Linked DNA regions of Rattus norvegicus: region 2 is linked to region 1. A link is a contact called in public Hi-C data. All regions are on one chromosome and are shown on one strand. Each heading gives the region's core, a stretch centred on a gene start, on an enhancer-like site or on the middle of the called end of the contact. The rest is flanking DNA. Distances are from core to core; before and after follow the strand shown. Region 1 has its middle 12 kb from the start of Drgx. Region 2 overlaps Tmem273 (transmembrane protein 273).

Evidence for each region. Hi-C and Micro-C count contacts between places; a contact is called where the count stands out from the background.
Region 2: a contact with region 1 is called in a Hi-C map of the A7r5 cell line, with 3 times the contacts expected there. The contact joins two enhancer-like sites. A contact is called at or near these places in 3 of 12 Hi-C or Micro-C datasets (the A7r5 cell line, Schwann cells and frontal cortex).

What each region holds. Positions count from the first base shown.
Region 1 is chr16:7,847,082-7,850,754 of GRCr8, reverse strand. No RefSeq gene overlaps it. Among named protein-coding and RNA genes, the nearest start is that of Drgx, 12 kb to the left of the region's middle. Within about 2 kb of position 1,709, at least 5 of the 93 cell types and tissues checked have an H3K27ac peak or open chromatin away from gene starts, as enhancers often do. A contact at or near this core is called in the A7r5 cell line, where this site is marked.
Region 2 is chr16:8,070,186-8,073,521 of GRCr8, reverse strand. All of the region lies in intron 1 of Tmem273 (transmembrane protein 273), which reads right to left. Among named protein-coding and RNA genes, the nearest start is that of Tmem273, 16 kb to the right of the region's middle. Within about 2 kb of position 2,006, at least 9 of the 93 cell types and tissues checked have an H3K27ac peak or open chromatin away from gene starts, as enhancers often do. A contact at or near this core is called in the A7r5 cell line, where this site is marked.

The DNA of each region.
Region 1 (3,673 bases), core at 460-2,959:
ATTGATTAGTTAGTGTCACTAGGGTAAAGGCGCACGATGCAGACAGCCCTTCTACCTCTGTAACCCTGTCCTTACACCCAAAGTAAGACCAAGCCTCTCCTCAATTCCCACCATTCTCCCCACCCCTCTCCTTCCACTTTCTGTCATGCTCTATTCTAGCATTTCTTCCTCCCCATCACTTCAGCCTAACCCGTTAATGCCTGTGCTAAATCCAACTGTCTCTGAGTGATCCCGTGTCCTCTTCTCTCTGCAGTCGCCTCGCTGGGAGCACCTGCCTTGGCTCTCCTGCCTTTGACGTTTAGTGGGGGGATTGCTGAGAAGGGAGGAGGAGCACTGGAGAGAGGGTAGAAGGGAGGGAAGCTCCCCCAGAAGATGCCCTGCTGTTCGGCTGGAGCACCGGCTCTGTCTTATGCTGCGTTAGTGTCTTGTCTACAATATGGAACACGTGCACACAGCACACTGTGCGCCGTGCTTCACACGCTACCCCCCGTGCAGCATCCCACCCCGCACGCAGCGCCGACTGCTCTCTGACTTCTGAAAATGTCTGAGCCTAAACCCCTCATTCAGACTTCAAGTGCTGTATCATGGTTGTCTTTCCTTCTCTTGTGTTCTTTTGGAAACGTTCTCTAAAGCGAACTGAACTTAAGGTCGTTCACACATTACTACCTCAGGATAAACCTCCCTCACATGTTCTCAGGCACCGTGCCAACATTTTATATGAACTTATCACAGGCATCATTTTAAAAAGAATGAGAAGCCGCAGCACCTGCTTCTGTGGGGCAGTCTCTCATGTAAGGCCACACTGCAAATGTCTCTCCCTGTTATTAACTGTCCTTGCCCGTGCTCCAGCTGCTTCTGTCAGTAGGCAGGATATACATCCACCCGCTGTAACACAGTCTATAACAATGGCTTAAACAGCCATTTTGACCCTCCGAAGTGGATGTCAAGGGTACCATGAGAATGTAGAATCCATGCAGTCTAAGAATTCCCCCCAAATTTGCATTATAACCCCCCCCCAGGGAGATGGAAAGGGGGCCCCAAAGGACATAACTTTCCTTAAAGAACACACTTTCGAAGTCCTGGAACCATTATTTCTGTTCTCGTCCCATCAGCCACCCTATTGGTAGGGAAGCTTAGAAACCATGTCTTGGCTTCCACATGCCCAAATACAGATAGACAGACAGATCAACAGAGTCCAGACGTCCAGATAGAACTTGCTGAGCCCCACCCCCAATCTCACCCCACCCCTGACAACCAGAAGTTGACTGGGGAGGACCAGGAGTCAGTCAGCAGCCCAAGGCCAAAGGACTCCTCAAGGGAGGTTAGAAGGCTCTAGAGACAAGCATGGCGTCAAAAATATTTCCAAGGTCAAATGTCAAAGGAGGTAGGAGCCCACCTAGGCCAGTTCTCCAGAAGAGCCCTCAGTGACTTTTCTAGGCCCAAGGGGCTGTTATAAACGGGGATCTCTGCCTACTGTCCTAAAGAAAGCTCCCTCAAGTGGCCAGAGTTCTTGGGTAACTAGGCAGTTATGTAAACTTCACAACATGTTAATTCAGAATAGCAACTAGTGCCAAAGGAAGTGGAGGCAGCCAAAGAGGGGGCAGTCATCTAGACAACCCCTATGCAGGAAAGCACAGGCGCTAAGACAGACAGTGCTTTCTCCATCTCCAGCATTTTCCCAGCCCCATGTCCCCAGATGAGACCTAGACAAAGGCATGAATCAACCAAGAGATATGCTGCAAAGTCAGGAAGTCAGGGAATCACCCAGCCCAGAATCACGCTCATCTGTTTCATCTGATACCACAAGTTGCCACTAGATGGCACCAAACTGCAAGAGGGAGAAATGCCCTTCTCTTAGCTGCAGCAGCCACTTCAGAACAAGGCAGGAGCTGTTTTTACTGAGGTGTTCCCGGCTCCTGTCTGGGCCCTTGCAAGGGTAAAGCTCAGAAAATGTGCAAATTTCTCCTGATTGGAGGGAGAATGGATGGGTGGGTGGGTGGATGGATGGATGGATGGATGGATGGATGGGCAGGTGCAGAGTTGACTCCTCTCCCTAAAAGACCTGGACACTACTTCTCCTTTGCTGTGTGTGTGCCCTGGCCTTCCTAGATGTCCCCTCACTTCATGAGGTTCTGGGGTCTGGAAGAGTATCGCGGTTGCACGGAGTAATGAGATCAAGTCTTCTACCTCTATGTGGGAGAGAAGAGGAGCAGGGGAGCACTGGACATGCCCTCGCACTGCATCTATGTCTCCTGGGGCAATCAGAGTAAAGGCCTTCCCTGTACCCAATTCCCACCCAGCCAAGCAGCCCTACTGTGGCCTTCCCACCCTGACATTGTTTCATCTGAAGATCGCCCATGACTGGCCTACGAAACTCTGGCATTGACGCTGCCTCAGCTCCAGATGATCTCTTTAAGATTTCCTGGACCCCTCCTTCCTACCCTGCAGTGGCCATGTTCCTGCTTTGACTTCCTTCTTGGGGATTCTTTCACATGTTTTGTGGGTTCATGCTGAGGCTCCTTCTCTTCAGTGCCATGCCAGCTGCATGGTGTACCCTGACATCTACAACAGAACCCTGTGCACTGAGATTTGTTATCTAAAGGAAGCTCCGACCCCTCTCTGACTGAGCGAGTACCAGGAAGCCGCTGGCCCCATCGACCATCCTTACCCAGAACTCCCCACCACCAGGCACGAGCTGTACATTTGGTTTGTTTGCTTTGGAAAAAGAATTTCTAGCTTTCTTGAGGTCCGATTGACAAGTCCTTTTAGAAAGGCATGCACATTCATTGTGAATTGGTATCTAATTAACATCAGGGACATTTCACAAGTTACTCGTTTTTGTAAAAATGGTTGGCATAGTTATGATTTACTCAGTTCTCGAATGACAAGCATGCGACACAATCTTTGACCTACTGCTCATTACGCCCCAGAACTTACTGATTCTGTGTACAGAAATCTTGTGCCCGTGGGCTAACAAGCCCCATTTCTCCCAACTTCCAGATGCTTCCAACACCTACAGTGCCGTCTGCATCTGAGTGTGGCTTCTTGAAATACCAGGAGAAGCCAGCACAGTACACAGGCCCATTCCTGGTGACCCCGGCAACCTTGAATCCTGTCTTCAACCTCATTTCCTTACAATGGCTAGAATAAACAGACCAAATATAGTTGTCACTTCATTCTCTCTGCTCAATGAGCCATAATGAAAGTAGACAAAAAGATGTTCCCAGACACCTCCAGGGCCACAGCCAATGGTGAGGGACCAGGCAGGGTCCCTGGTGATTGAAGCCTCAAGATTCAGGTTTCATTAACTGTAATTCTGGCTGGCTCTGCCCAGAAACACCATCATTTATTCATTCCTCTGCCTTTGGCTCTGAGCCTGCCACCCTTGCCGGATGCCTGCCCTTCTGAAGAGTCACTGGGAGCCCAGGGACAATGGAAATTTCCCAAGGGCCAGGTGCAGGGAGCTGTTGGCCATTTTCACAGAGGTCGTAGACCACATTTACAGTGAAATCAGAAAGCTGACAGGCCATGTAAAGTCACCTCCCTCTCTTCGTTTTTCATGTTTAGTTGGTATGCAGTCTGTCACATACTCTCTGGCTTCTTTTGCAGGACATCACCCCATTTTTGGTTTGGTCCTCACAGTATGTCCGAGCTCTTCACGCAAATACTACTC
Region 2 (3,336 bases), core at 757-3,256, 220 kb before region 1:
CACTTGAGCCCCTGAAGGAGGCCTACCTGACTACCGGGAAACCAGGCCAGTCATAGCTGCAGCCCTCCATAGATTTGTGGCCATCAGTCACATAAGGATAACGCTCCATACCCCTCTACAGGTAGAGGATGTGACCACAAGTGATGTAGTCTGAAGACAGATCTCCATTATAATGAGGTACCTAAAGGCCTGGAGGCTTAGCCAAGGACTTTCCCTTCCCAGCCTCTCCTCCCTGCAAAAGGTATTTAATCTCAGGCCCACTCTGAGAAGGGAGGTATAGTTTTACTCATCCACTTTCTGCCATGACAATAAATGTCTTGAAACCATGAACTGCCTCTTTTCATCGGAATCCACTATGGGGAGCCATAGAGAAGGCCTTCACCTACAGAGCCATCTAATCTCCTAAAGAAAGCCTCCTTGCACTCCTAGCAGCGACAGCCAAGCTCAAGCCTACTGTAGTCAAGCCAAAGACAGGACCAGGCAGGACCAACCAAAGCTCCCCCTCTTCCCCACCTCAGCCCCAGGATCCAGTCCCTCGGGCCTGCCCAAGAGCCTGAGAACCAGGCTGCCTCCCCTCCTTGCAAGCCCAGGGACCCCCGAGCCAACTCTGGCTGTGTCCTGTGCCACAGACTGTGCTTCCCCACCCGTGGAGCGGTGTCCAGAGGCTTCCCCACAGCACAACACCTGTCCGGTAAGCACAGTCAACTTCCAACATCCTGCTTCCCTGAGTGTCTTGAGCCCTATGGTGGAGCAGACATGGGGCCCCACCATTAATCCTACAGAGTTCACCTACCCCTCCCCAGAATACCCCTAATATGCTTTAAGTCAGGTCTATGAGCTCACTTTGGGGTCTCTCCATCTTTATAGATGGTAGACCCCAGCATGCTGGACCTCAGCAGAATAAAATGTTCTTTGAGTTTACATACTATTTGGGTCCCGGGTATCATTCTTCAGCAAATCGTGGACTCTTACAGGTCAGCTGGTTTCTATGTTTGGTGGGGAGTGGAGTCATTGTAACAGTTCAGGATTTATTTTTACAGACTGGTTTCACTTCTAATTGTGTGTATACACAGGTGTCTTCATGCATGTGTAAGTCCACATGACTAAGGAGACTAGTAGAAATATCAGTCCTCCTGGAGTTATGAGTACAGGCAGCTATAAGCTGCCTGGATTTGGTGCCGAGAACTAAATTTAGGTCCTCTAGCAGAGCAACAAGTGATGTTAGCCACTGATCATTTATCTCCTCAGCCCCTAGTTTGGAAGTTTTATCTGAGACACTTGACAAGCAAGTGAATCCTGGAGATTCTGAAGCAAATCTCACAGCCTTGTTTGGACTACAGTTCCTTTTGGAAACATACAGATATCTCTTTCCTACAGAAATCTACCCACACAATGTGCACCTGTTCACATGCGTACACACACACACACACACACACACACACACACACAATGACCTTGATTTTCTCTATTGGATGAAACCCCCAATAAGCTCCATTGCACTGACATTTCTTTACATTAAGCCTGCTGCTGCAGCTACACTGAACCACTTGTGGACCTAGGAAAGACCCAGAACTGCACTCACGGGCTACGGGTGAGAGCAGGATTTCTGGCTGACATTCCAACCTCAGAAATGTGTCCCATTCTCCCCTTGGACCAAACTCTTTGCTGACAGATACACCTCTTTCTGTTTGTAGTGGACAGAAGGCAGGGACCATGAACGGCATCCTCTAGGGAGGCCAGGTCCCTAGGGGTCAGCCTGCTTTTAACCCCCAATCATCAACTTCCCAGGTCTCCTCTTTGGGTCCTCGGCTTGGTGAGCGTTGCTCTTAATGGGAACATTTGTTATGAACACAGATGGCACTGACAGGGAAATGAGGACACAGATGAGAAAGCCAGAGGCCTGTATGCAGAGCCAGGAGCAAAACCCGGCAACCCAGAGGCTGTCACTGCAGCTCAGACCACTGGGGAAGAGGGAAGAGAGCATGGAAGGAAGCTCTAACCAACGTCAGAGCCCCAAGCCCTGCCCAGGCCTCCCCAGGTCCCGCCCTAGTTAACAATACGACCCAGGTTCATGTTTTCCTGAACACTGGGATCCTTCTTCTGGGTCCCAAGGCTGGGACTCCTGCCTTGTGGTCAGCTCAGCCTTTGCAGGTCCCTGAGACACCACCCTCTCTGTACTGTGCTTGGATCCCCGCTAAGCCTTGAGGCATTCCAGTAATCTCTGAATCTTCCAGTTTAGGAGATTTCCTTCCTTCCCGCTGAGGGAATTATCTTATGGAGACAAACCTAGTCAGTGGGTGGAGCTGTGCACTAGAGCAATAATTCCTGCTAGCCAGCCCTCTGGCCACTCGGCGGCAGCCTTTCCCCTCCTCAGGGAGAAAAATCCTCCCTATCCGCCCTAGCTCCTCTGCTCTCGCTATCTCACTGGGAGGTCTAGCCCTGCTCTCTAATGAGCCCCTGGGTAAGGATCCATCCAGCAGGCGACCTGCCTCCTGCTAGGGTCACGAGCTGGGGGAGTCCCTCTTGGGCTGTAGAGAGCCTCACCAATCCCCCAGCTCTGCAAAGGCTGGAGGATGGATAGCCCTAGCAGGGCTTGTCTGCCAACAGAGTCATGGAACTGCAGGATGCCTTGCCCTGCACTGGGATGTGTGAGACCCCAGGAGGAAGTTCGAGCAAACCCAGCAGGAGCTTCCGCCCACAAGTTTTGTAGGAGTTCTTGTAATGAGACAGAGCAAAGTACTGGAACCGGCTCTTAAGAGCCTGTGCAGTCCGGACCTGGATGGATATATCATGGCTGCTGTCCCTGAGGCAAATGTCACCTGCTACCTCTAACCCCATGATCCTGGCTGCAACATGCAGGCATGTGCACATGCACATGCATGTGCACGTGTGTGTGCATGCATGCGTGCATGTGCACAGATGTGCACTGTCCCTCATCCCTGTCCCTGATGAGCTGGGTGATGAGGTTGAGCATAACTTCAGCTGCTGCCTTCTAGATGGACTTCCTAAGACCTTGGCACTTTCCGGAGAAGGAGCCCACATAGCCTTCAAGTGTGGATAGGTGGCGTCCTATACACAGGAGCTCTCTTTCAGAGGAACGTACATCAAGGCACTCAATTGTCTCTCCACACCCCATTTGGGTTTAAAGCAGCTTCAGACAAATTTGATGAGGACACAAACACAGCAACCTCTCTGTGCCTCTGCAGCCTGTGGCCCGCTCTGCAGATGGCTCCTGTAAGAGTTTATGGCTCTTGAACTAGAGGTGTAGGTAACTAGGGGTAGAGGACTTACTCAACATGCATGAAGACCAAGTTCTTTGCTGGAACTGAAAAGGGG